Linked DNA regions of Ovis aries: region 2 is linked to region 1. Evidence: chromatin contacts called from public Hi-C data. All regions are on one chromosome and are shown on one strand. Each heading gives the region's core, a stretch centred on a gene start, on an enhancer-like site or on the middle of the called end of the contact. The rest is flanking DNA. Distances are from core to core; before and after follow the strand shown.

Evidence for each region. Hi-C and Micro-C count contacts between places; a contact is called where the count stands out from the background.
Region 2: a contact with region 1 is called in a Hi-C map of blood, with 6 times the contacts expected there. The contact joins two enhancer-like sites. A contact is called at or near these places in 12 of 16 Hi-C or Micro-C datasets (blood, hypothalamus, liver and 7 more).

Annotation. Positions count from the first base shown.
Region 1 is chr4:53,076,229-53,082,582 of ARS-UI_Ramb_v3.0, reverse strand. It overlaps LOC132659684 (a long non-coding RNA gene), which reads right to left. Exons shown (of 3, transcript XR_009600408.1): 3 at 4,872-6,354. Among named protein-coding and RNA genes, the nearest start is that of CAPZA2, 55 kb to the right of the region's middle. Within about 2 kb of position 2,837, at least 5 of the 54 cell types and tissues checked have an H3K27ac peak or open chromatin away from gene starts, as enhancers often do. A contact at or near this core is called in tail adipose tissue, where this site is marked.
Region 2 is chr4:53,316,064-53,322,462 of ARS-UI_Ramb_v3.0, reverse strand. The region is part of intron 1 of TFEC (transcription factor EC); the gene reads right to left. Among named protein-coding and RNA genes, the nearest start is that of CAV1, 57 kb to the left of the region's middle. Within about 2 kb of position 1,747, at least 8 of the 54 cell types and tissues checked have an H3K27ac peak or open chromatin away from gene starts, as enhancers often do. A contact at or near this core is called in tail adipose tissue, where this site is marked.

The DNA.
Region 1 (6,354 bases), core at 1,588-4,087:
TGAGTTTTAGACAAAAAAAAAGTGGAAATGCCAAGTAGACATTTGAATATGTAAGTCTAAATCATGGAGAGGCAAAAACATCAATCTTTGGTGGTATAAAGCTGTGGAACCAGATGAGATCATCTAGGCATGGAAGCTAGAGAGGGCCAAGGATGGAACCCTGGGGGACCACAGTGTTTAAAGGTGAGGAAGCTGAGATTGAGAGTTGCTCACCTCATTATAAAATGCAGAGTTATCATCTAGAAAGATTAAGTAAAAATATATATGTTTTGTTACTACCTGATAAAGACACTCAGTAGTTGTAATTTCTCCCATTTTTTTAATCCTCTCCCCAATGACTCCCACCATCCAGATATAATTAACAAATTATATTCAAGCTTCTCTTCTTTCATTCTGAAATGGGAAATTGTGCATCCTGTACATACCTATTCATCTTGAGTACCTCAACTCCTGCTGTTCCTTAGATGACAAGTTTATACGATCATTATCATACTTAGAGAAAATCCCCAGAAACAAAAAGGAAAAAAAAGTAATGGTCCACAATTAATCTAGATTCTGTGCATCAGGATTAGGTTCAGAAAACCACAAAACAATGTGGCTTAAATGAGAAAAGAATTTCCTTTTACACAAAACAGGTTGGTAGACAGGTAGTGTGGGGCCTGGGATGGAGGCTGCAAGATGTTGTCAGGGACCCAGACTCCCATCTTTCTGTTCTGCTATCCCAATGCACAGCTTCTCTCCTCAAGGTCACCTTTGTGGTTCCGATGGCTTCCTGAGTTTCAGGAAGAAGGAGGAAACGCTGAGTCAGCATTTTTTAAATTGACATACAGTATTGTGTCAGTATTGCTATACAGCAAAGTGATTCAGTTATACATATATCTAACTCTTTTTTTATATTCTTTTTCATTATGGTTTAGCATAGGATACTGAATATACTTCTCTGTCCTATGTAGTAGGACCTTGTTGCTTTCCCATTCTATATATAAAAGCTTACCTCTGCTAACCCCAACCTCCCATTCCCCCTTGGCAACTACCAGTCTGTTCTCTATGTCCCTGTGAATCAACATTCTTTAAGAACCTTCCTTAAAGGCCTGCAAACCTTTAAATTCCATTAAATTCAGTCATCCTGCTGAATTAAAATCCTGCTAAATTCAGTCATTATGTAGTCTGAGTCACAGCTAGACGCAAGGAGTGACTGGGAAATGTAGTCTTTAATTTTTTGCCCCCAGTATACCCAGCTAAAAACCAGGGTTCTGTTAAGAAATAAGGAGAGAATGGATGTTGATAGGCCATTAATAGTCTCTACACAATGTGTTTATAAGACCAGTATCAACTAGTGTTTTTTATGGAATAAACCATTTCATCTTTCTCTTTTAATGATTAATTCAATAAAAAGATCTATCCCTGACACAGCCATCCACTCTGGGTCCTTTGTTCAAGTTTTACTCTACTAGTTTCAGTAAATTCAACATTTAGTGGACCATAAGTGTTGTATGAGGCATTTGCTTAAGGAAAGTAAGAGATAGAAAGATTTACAAATCCTCAATTGTAAATCCTAATTTACAATTTTATTAGAAAAGAAAAATAAGGACAGAAATCCTAACGGCAATAGGTTACTATAATAGGCATATAAATTAAGAAATCTGGGAGTTCAGCACATAATGAGATTCATTATTCTAGAAGGCTTTAAAGATTTAGTAAAAGAAGATACATATGAATTGGGGCCAGGTGGATGGACAAGAAAAGGATATTTCAAATGGAGACAGTCATGTCAGTAAAGTATAAGAATGGTTAAGGAACAAGAGAGATTAATTTGAACATAATAGTATTTGTAAAAGACATAGTACTATGTCCATTAATAATAAGCCTTGATGTGTGATCTACTGTGAGCCTCCCTGCCTTCAACATAAGGAACTTTCTTATTCTCTCATGATTCTGGGAGGTGTTTGGAAATTGCAAGATGGGGTTGGGTGATGGGAGGATACAATCAGGATAAAGAGGAGTGGGGCATCCTTTGTCCTTTTTGGCTTCCGGCCCCTCGCCTCCGGCCATGCCCCCTCCCCCAACTCGTGTCCTGGGAATGAGCCCATCCAGAACCTTCCATGCCCATAGATACGATGCAATATAGAAGCTGCAGATGCTGCACTCGGTGGTTCTCTCTCTTGGAAGAACACGGTACACAGGCAGGCAGATCGGACTGCAAACGTGTTGTGAATGAAGACTCACGTGACTCTCATGAAGCTAAGGTGCCTCCTCCAGGGAGGACTCAAATCATCAAAGGCCTTTAATGTCACCTTAAGATGTTAAGAAATGGGAAGTGACAAAAGGCTTTCAAAACAGAGGGGCAACAAAATCAGGACTGTTACTTGGAATGATAATTCCAACACCGTTGACTCGAAAAGGAAATGTTTCAAACACTCCGTTAAGAGACTCCATTTTGTCTAGTTAACTAAAGCAGAAGCTACAGCTGTACTGAAGGAGAGTGACAACAGGTCAGCAGCCCATGATCACATTGCACGGTTGCTTTATGATGGTGTTTGATGGCACAATTGTTTACAACCCTCTGCTTTCTTCCCTGCCTTATCATTAGTGTTACTTTAGAATAATGAAGCCTGTTCAATCCATTAACTCCACTAACATTTGATCTCCCCATGGACTGAGGTTAAAAATTAATTACTCTTCCAACATATTGATTACATGACTATAAATATAAAAACAGAACTACAGAGCAACTAGAGGGACCTTTGTTTAAATAGCATGTTTGCTCTATTTAAAGGCGAGAATTAATGTTGAAGCACCTTCCTGTTAGTGGAAGATGAAAAGCGACCCTAGAGTGCCATCTAGTGTTCACAATATATTTAAATACAGTGAATCAAAGAAAGGTCTGGTTTCAGATACTGTGTGCAGCTTCTTCCTGTTAGAAGCTAGGCAACATCTGACTTTTTTTTAATTGAAGGATAATTGCTTTACAATATTGTGTTGGTTTCTGCCAAACATCAACAAATGTCTGACTATTAAAAGAGCAAATTCTTCCACTGCCTTTACTGCTTGTCGTCTGAATATAGTTCTCAATTTTAAACAAATACTCATTTTGGAATTTCATCTCGACAAAGGCCTCAGTTCAGCTTCCAGGGAGTAGTGTGTTAATAGAACCGGAGGGCACTGTTTGCAGCTTTGTATCATCCCTCATACAATGCTCTCGTTTTATCTTTCTAGGAAAAAGTTTGCCCTAAGATAGAGCTAGATTTTCACTCTTTATCTCTTTAACCAGTTTCAGACTAGTTTAAGACCATTTATCTTTAACTAGTTTCAGACTATTTCACCTAATTAAAAGTGAACTCATAATATTTCATGAATTAAAGGATGAATAGTATGGAAGAGGTTAAGAACTGGTGGTAAAATCTCCTGCCATGGAAATTCATTGTTACTGAGGTGGCTCATATATCAGAGCACTGCCTTTTGCAGACATTAAAATTCACTTTGTTTCGTGTCCCTAATACTGCCCAGCCCTTGGGAAGCACGAATCTGACATTATATTAGGCAATTCACACTGACCTAGTAACTCAAAGCAATCATCACTGGAAACTTTAAGTGACTACACTCCAAGTGAAATAGAGCCCAAGGTCACAGTTGTAAATCTTGCCACAGAAAGGCCAAAGATTATAATCTTTATGCCAAGTGCTGCAGATTCCTTTCTGCTGAGCAGGGTCATATTTCAAAGCCTTTACTAATTTGAAACCTATAGGCAGTTGTGACAATAGCAGATATGGCTTAGATGACATCAAACACAAATTTTAAAGAATACCGGTAAATCAGTGGAAAAAGGGCAATTACATTTATTATAGCTGAGGCTGAGATTTTACAGTGCTAGCTTCACTTTATAGTGAAATTTGATTATCATAACATTTATGAATTGAGAGACTAACAAATAATTGAATCATGCTCAATTAAGAAGGTATGTGATCCTGTTTCAGTGTATATTTATAAAATTTGCAAGCAGACTCTGAGTTTGCTATGATTATTTGTAGACTGGGAGTTTTAATTCATTTGGAGCTTTTTGCTCTTGCAACCAAAGTCAGAAGTTTGATTTCTAAACAAAATAGACAGCTTCAACGATGGGTCCCTCCAGGCATCTTATCAATGTTTCCTCAGTGGGCTTTGGGACAGTGAATGTGTAAGTTGGCCACTGCTAAAGAAAAACATTTGTTTTAATTTGTTGTTATTCAACATTTATTACATAAGTAATATATACTTTCTGTGTGTAAAATAATCTCAAGATGTAATTTTTTAAAAGGTAGCATTTTTGCAGATTCTAGCAATCCTCTCCAGTGCTACCCTGTTCCAATAGATGCTCTCACTTCCATATTTTCATGCCTTTCATAGAAATATAAACATATATGTTGATTTTAGAGCTTTTAAACAAAAATAGGATTATGCTATGTACATAATCTGCAGCATGATTTTTTTTTCACTTAGCAGTATAACACAGGTATTTTTCTGGCATATAGCTCAGTCTTTTTCATTGCCTGATACTTTTTAGAATGGCTGTTTCCAAATTCACTTAATCAAACGCTTCTTCCTAAGCATTCAGGTTATTTCCAAGTTTTTTGTTTTGTTTTATTTAGTTTTACAAACTAATGCAAAAAAAAAAATTCTCACACATAATCTAATACACCAGCCTTTTTATCCTTCTAGGATACAGCCCTAAAGATACAAAAAAGTAATAAATAGTTTGGGCAGCCTTTAATATCATGTGAAATATTTGCAGCTGAAAGAGAAGTTTTCTCTTTTGACACACAATAAATCTGTGCATGTTTCATAACAAAAAGACATGACACATTTGCTCTAGATCTGAAGTTCTGGAGAAAACATTTAAAATGGAAAAGAACAACTCTTTATTGTTGATATTAGGATCCTCAATGTACTCTCTCCCAAAATTACATTCTATGAAGTGATTTCATAAGATGTAACAACATTAAGTTCTTATTACTGCTCTGTAATCCCGTTATGAGTTAAGTAAAAATCTAAACAAAATGTCCTTGGCTCAGCTACTCCTGAAAAGAGCATTTCAAAAAAAAGTTATTTCAACTTGTTTTTCTAAGAGGACTAACTTGAATGATAGGAAGACCGCTAGACTTGGAGTCAGAGAATTAGGTCAAAGTCCTGGCTGGATCACTTTTTAATAGCCAGTGTTTATTAAGAACTTACTATGTGCCAGACATAACACATAATGCTTTACATGGGTTATCAGATGCACTTTTCACAGTAACTTGATGAGGTACATACTATCGTTATCCTCACTTTATAGATGAGGAAACTGGAGCGCAGAGAGTTAAAGAACTTGCCCAGGATTGCATAGCTAATAAATAGTTAAACTAGGAATCAAACACAGGCAGTGTTACTCCAAGAATCCATGCTTTTAATCATGTTCTATAAGTGGGTAACCTTCAGCCCTTTCCTTCCTAAGAGTTAGATAACTTATCTGGAACATGAGGATAATAAACCTATTCTACCTATTTCCCTAGGTCATTTTGAGGAGTGAGATCATTATATGTAAAAGTCTCAGTAAGTTATAAATCATTCAGTTCAGTTAGTCAGTTCAGTCACTCAGTCGTGTCCGATTCTTTGCAACCCCATGAACCGCAGCACGCCAGGCCTCTCTGTCCATCACCAACTCCCGGAGTTCACTCAGACTCACATCCATCGAGTCAGTGATGCCAACCAGCCATCTCATCCTCTGTCGTCCCTCTCTCCTCTTGCCCCCAATCCCTCCCGGCATCAAAGTCTTTTCCAATGAGTCAACTCTTCGCATGAGGTGGCCAAAGTACTGGAATTTCAGCTTCAGCATCATTCCCTCCAAAGAAATCCCAGGGTTGATCTCCTTCAGAATGGACTGGTTGGATCTCCTTGCAGTCCAAGGGACCCTCAAGAGTCTTCTCCAACACCACAGTTCAAAAGCATCAATTCTTCGGTGCTCAGCCTTCTTCACAGTCCAACTCTCACATCCATACATGACCACTGGAAAAACCATAGCCTTGACTAGATGGACCTTAGTCATTAGTTTTCAATTTCTTTTCTGGTTTTCAGAAATGAGAAAGATGCTGCTGCTGCTGCTGCTGCTGCTGCTGCTGCTTAGCGATGTCCACCTCTTTTGTAACCCCATGGACCGTAGCTCACCAGACTCCTCTATCCATGGAATTCTCCAGGCAAGAATACTGCAGTGGGTTAACATTTCCCTCTCCAGGGGATCTTCCCAACCTGTGCATCAAACCCGTGTCTCATGCATTGACAGCTGGGTTCTTTACCACTGAGCCACCAGGGAAGCCCGAGTAAGATGCATCCTAGGTTAAATTC
Region 2 (6,399 bases), core at 498-2,997, 240 kb before region 1:
CTCCAGGGTTAATTCTATCGAATCTGATAGAGCATCAGAGGCTCCTCTCCATCAAGTGGTGTATGTGAGTCTGGACTAGTTTGTGCAGGAGACTCTTAACTTTCCTCCTGGACCCACAGCGAGACCAGATTTCCCAACCTTTCTTGCAATGGCCATGAGACTCAGATCTGGCATTGAAATGTGGGAAGAAATTATGTGCTCTGTTTCCTGGTCTGAGCTATAAATACTCCTCCATTTTTTAGCTGGATGTCTGTATACTAAGGGCATCTATGAAAACCACATGTTGAAATAAGCGTATCTCTCAGCTTGGGTCCTCCAAAGACTGCAGAGGAAAGCACCATCCCCTACCCCATCCCACTCTCCAGCACTAGTGGGCATTTACATGAGCAAAATCTGAGTTACCAAAATTTCGGGGTTTATCTGTTACAGCAGCTGCACTTGGATTAAACACAGCCACCCACGACAGAGGCTAGGCTCACAGCCAGACTGGTTACTCAGCTGTTGGCTGCCTGCTCCCCTCTCCCTCACAGCTGTGGGGGTCCCAGTATTCTTTCCTGCCCAAGGAGGTAGTTTTAGACATACAGGGTGAGTAAGATGGCTAGGAGACACTGTCTTGGAGATGTTTCTCAAGGCAAAATCTTTCATTTTTGCATGTCTTGTGACAAGAACTTTCCATGGCCATGCAGTGAGTCAGAAGCAAAGCAAAGATTCATGTTCTCATCTGCTAGGGCATCTCCCCACCTCCAGGATGGGCTCTAGGCTCTGTGCTGTGAGATGTGGGGAATCAATCACAATAAGGGTCGGGAAATCAGGATTCTACCTTCTGTCGTAGACCACTGAGAAGACTTTAAGCCCAGCAGCTTCAAATAGTTTAAAATCAGCTGGAAAATCCCTTTTTGGTCTAAATATAGGACCGCTCAATCCTTCTCCCAAGTGACTTTATCCCATTAGTATCTGTACGTAATTAGAAATGCATATTCTCATTGTTTAATCTCTAACCTACATAGTCTGATTCACTTATACAAAGCAGAAAATTGAAAGTTCTACCCTATAGTGTCATCACACTTAGCAGCTAAGTGCTGCCACCAAGATGTACAAGCAAGTTAGTTTAAGAATTGGGGAGGAAACATGTTCTAACAGGATTCTTGAGGCTCTGGACTCTGGGTCTGGTCACCAGGACCAGCTTGTTTCCTCCAGAAAAGAATTCATGAAGTTCCCGCTGTTTTGTGGGTCCTCAGAGAATTTAGGAACGTTTCTTCAGCCCTACTCTGAGAAGAAAGATTTCTCCAGAGCAGTGTAAAAAGCACAAGGCAAAGAATGAGGGAGGAGGCTCATGACATGTAGCAGGCCTCTGTTTGCAGAGAAACAGCTAAGCTGGGAGTGCCTTGCTCAGCCTATATTTAGTTTGTCCAGTGACATCTTTGCACCTCAACACCATCTCTCATGCTAGCAAAGGCCAGAGACCAATCATTTTTCTCATTGTAACAAGGCTGTGACTCACTAGTTCTAAAAAATATATGAGAACAATAAGACCCAAGGGGACAAGAAAATTCAAAAAAATAATAATTAAAAAAACAGTTGAGCATTCCCTGTAGGCTGAATTTAAAAAAAAAAAGATAGTCCTAGAAGTTTTCCAAGAGGCCTCTAGCAAGCTCTTTTATCGTTAGAGGACAAATTCAAACTGCACCACACACTAGTTTATAATTTCCAATGATGTCTGAAAAACATAAGCCTATTTTTATAATGAGTGTTTGCAAAACAAAAAAAACTGTTAGCACCAACCACAGAACAGCACTGTGTCTCACTGCCAATAGTCTTTGAGAGGCTGACTCCAAATGGGAGAGGAGCCACATTCAAGCCAAGTGGTGGCCTGTTTTGGTTTTGTCTTGACCCCCCTAAAAGGTTAAAGACAAACTGAATATTTTTCAGCCAAATCTCTTCTAAATCTATGCATAACTTACTGCAGAGGTTGGCAAACTTTTTCTGGACCAGAGAGTAAATATTTTGAGGCTTTGTAGGACATACGGTCTTTGTCACAACTAGTCAACTTTGCCATTCCACACACTGGCTGTGTTCCAATAAAACTCTATTTTATTGGGAAAAAATAGGCAGCAGGCTGAAGTGAGCCTGTGGCTATAGTTTGCTAATCTCTGACTTAGTGGTCAGAGCCACCATTGATGAGGCCAGACTCACAAATACTACCTAGGGCTTCACCCTGGGTCCTATGGCCAGGTATGTTCCCCCATCCCCACCCCAGTAAGCTGTTTCAAAAACTCTGTCCTGGTCAAGAAAGCCAAGCAAGAGAAAGTGAATCTATCCTTGTTTTTCTATCAGCACCACAATATTATCACTCAAACTCTAACTTTGTAGGAAACAGAAAGTTACTGGAAATCTGAAATGACTATATATTCTTTTAAGTCTGAACCTGAAAAGAGAATGAAATCTCTGGCAACTCCTGCATCCATCAACAGGAATTGGACTCTAAACAAACTAACTTCTATGAGGTTGAGCCTTTGTAAGACCCGACTTTCGAGATAACAAATAGACCAAGTTCCAGGGCCATAATATAAGATTTGGTTTCCAGGAAGGACTGACATCAGAGCTGTGCAAGGAATATTTGTGGCATGAGGCACATGGTTGAGTGGTCCACCCAAGTCTGGTCATTTCTGATTTCATAGTACCTGATTGAGGTTCTTTAGCAAAATAACAAAAAGAATTACCAACCTGATAACAAAATGCAGGCTTATAAATAATTCATTTAAGCAAGTATAACTAATACATTTTTCCCACGGAAGTGGTAAACTCTTACCATCCCAAGTAAAATCTCAAAATCTAGGTCTTGGTTCTGTCTCTTCTCATAAGGCAAAAAGCATGGAGTTGAATGAGCAAAGAGGAGGGCCTTTTTCTTTTTAAGTCAAAATAATTTTTATAAAATAGGAATTATGAAAGAGATCAGGACCTATACTATATATATATATATTATAAGGCTGTAAGGATTCAATGAGTTAATTGATATCAAAATCTCAACACAGTTCTTAAACATTATCTCTTAGCACCAATTATCTTCTTCTTGGCTTCTCAGTTTTGAACTTTAGTACTTTACAAATGGCACTAGTGGTAAAGAACCCGCCTGCCAATACAGAAGAGACATAAGAGATTATGGTTTGATCCCTGGGTCGGGAACATTCCTTGGAGGAGGGCATGGCAACCCACTCCAGTATTCTTACTTGGCGAATTCCCACAGACAGAGGAGCCTGGAGGGCTACAGTCCATGGGATCTCAAAGAGTCAGACACGGCTGAAGCGACTTTCCCACCTTTCAAACACTTAAGCTTTTCCTCCTCTTTTGTGTTCTTTTGTATCAAGTTGCTTTATATATGGCTCTTTCACTGCCTCTCACTCTAGGTTGTGCAGCTGGTACTCGGGCCAGGCTCACGCTTGCCTCCATTAAGGGCTATTGGACAGGTACTGGAGGGTCCAATGCCAAAGAACACACCAACAGACTGAAGATAGTTACATGCAGGATTGCTCAGGACCAAGGAGTTTCCCAGGATATGGGGGTTGCAGTGCTAAGACAGAGACAGTCTGGGCTACCCTTGGTGGTTGGTCACCCTAGCTGGAGCATCTTTTTAAGGAAGTCAATTGGCAGGAAGTCAGGGTCTCAAGGTCAGGCTCCACTTCTGGGCAAGAATTAGGTTTAAGAAAAGAAGGGATGGAAAGAATAAAGCAAACCCCAGCCCTAGAGACATTAGGCCTATGCTTTTTAAGGGAAGCAAGAACCTAGTTAACAAAACTGAAATTCAAGAAGGCAGGGTCATAGAGTCAAGGCTCAACTAGAGCATAGGTGGCATGAGTATTGTGCTATAAATGCTTAAATCTCAATGGTTTCAACAAGGCTGAACTATCTCAGCCCCAAGCAAAACAAAGATGCAGATGCTGGGTGAAGCAATCTACCCTGCACCATCCTCTCTTTTTTTAACACTCTTAAAATTATGATAAAATTCACATAAAATTACCTTCTTCACAAATTTTAAGTGTACAGTTCAATAACATTAAGCGTATTCACATTGCCCTGCTTCCAATTTCTAGAATCTGTCACCCTGAAAACTGAATTATGTACCCATTAAGCAACAATTTCTCATTTGACCCTTCCCCAGCCCCCCACAATCACCATTTTACTTTCTGTTTCTGTGAGCTTGACTACTCTAGATACTTCATTTCAATGGAATCAAACAGTATTTGTCTTTTTGTGACTGGCTTATTTCATTAGTATAATGTTCTCAAGTTTCATCCATGTTATAATATGTGTCAGAATTTACTTCCTTTTTAAGGCTGAATAATATTCTTTGGCACATACCAGGTGTTGTTTATCCACTCGTGTGTCAACGGACATTTGGATCACTTCCATCTTTTGTCTATTGTGAAAAATGCTACTATGAACATGAGTATAAAAATATCTCTTCAAAACCCTGCTTTCAATTTTTTTGGATAAAAACTGGCACATGGAATTCCTTTGATCTCTTCTTAAGCTCTCAACCTGACCTTATCACATCTCCTTATAGAATCTCTGTGGCTTTCTCAGGGTGACAAGAGCTTGCTACCCTTCCCATGGAACAGCTCTGCCCTGTTACTGTTACCAAGGCTATAGTTGCTGCCTCTGCTGTACTTTCAAACTCTTGGGACCAGAACGTTAATTTTTTCTGCATGTTCATCCATTCATTCATTTACTGAAGAAATACTGACTGTAAGGCTGAGACATGAAGACTGACAAGATAACATCCAGTGAAAAGTAGAGGGGAGAAGAGCATTAGAAGTCAAGCAAACATCATGTGTGAAGACTTACACCTGATACATCTTTTCTCACCTTCCCTGATTTTCTACTACTCTTCCACATCAGGGCACACCCTCTTGGGTTCCATACAGTCTGCCTCACCTAGTACCTTCCTAATCATTTGGCCAGGAAAGATTCCTTCTTGACCTTCCTTGGACCCTCACCACCAGCTGCAGCTACCTCATCACCTCCAGCAGCCTCATATCTGCTTATCTCCAACAAAACTCACAGCAGATGCTCTGAAAGCATTGACTCCTAGAAACAATGATTCTTCCTCTCTGCTCTCCAGTGGACTGGGATAGGTTCTTTATCTTGCCCAAGTATTTTGAGATAGACAAGAACAGCCCCTAAGGCAAAGGCCCCCCTGGAAATTCCTATTCCTTTAGGAGAAAACATTCCATTATCATTTCTCTCTCTTTTCAAATTTCCCTTTTATTAAATCATATTGAAACCCTATGCAAGCCAATTTTCAGTATTTAATATGAATAACTCTTCCTACAATTACCTATGAATTGTGTCTTCAACAGATAGGGCATCAGGTGGTATGCTGCTGGTGACATTCAAAAGGAGAGCATCTTGATCTGGAATCACATCCTCTAGTCTGATCCTTTCTAACAAATCAAGAGAACTCAGAAAATTTGCTTATTAACTTTATCATTCCAGTTTTTGTGGACCTTTTAATTTAATAATATCTCTTGTTTTTTTACATCAAAATTGTTTTCAAACAAAATGAAACAAAAAAGCAGGTATATGTTCCATTTATATTGGTCTTCAATGGCCAAAAATGAATCAGGAGGTAGCTTAAAGCTGAGTTTCAGCTTCATTATGTGAAACTTCATCAAAATTTCCAAAATGCATATTTTTAACAAGTACGGTTTAAGAGGATGGTGTTCTGTGAATGTTAGTGCATAGACTGCCATCTACTGGGCATTTATGATAAAAAACTAGCTAAACTGATCTAGGACCAAGGGATTTAATAACTTAAGCAGGATCTGTAAAAGAAAAATATGTCACAAATATTTTTAATTTAATAACAAATGTAAGTATCTAAATGGCTGAATGGAATAAATAAGCAGAATATGCAATCACAGCAATATTCCATATGGAAATACTTGTTACTAAGGAGTTTTCATCTGCCACTCTGATGAAAATAGAATAGCAATGTTCATGCTAATAAAACGACTTTCAAAATGTGATAAGCCAGAGAGCAGAGATAATTCATATCATGCTTCCTGTAGTAAAGTAAAAGTAGATGCATGGAACTTCCCTTTTTTCCAAAATGATTGCAGAATAGGACATTCTGTCTAATCATACATTCTGAAAACATACATTATAAGTGTGTACACAGTTAAGGAAATTTATAGAAGCTTACCATTTTCTAAGAAATTGAAATCAAATCACATTTATAATGCTTAATTTTTCATAAGTTAAGTTCAACCTTCATTTCAGAAGCCAGTTCTGGGTTTTGTAGTGCTTTGTGATCATTATTAAAAACATTATTTTTTATAATGTTGCAAAAAATACATTTAGTTGAGCTTTGACCTGTTGTTACTCTAGATAAGTGCTAGA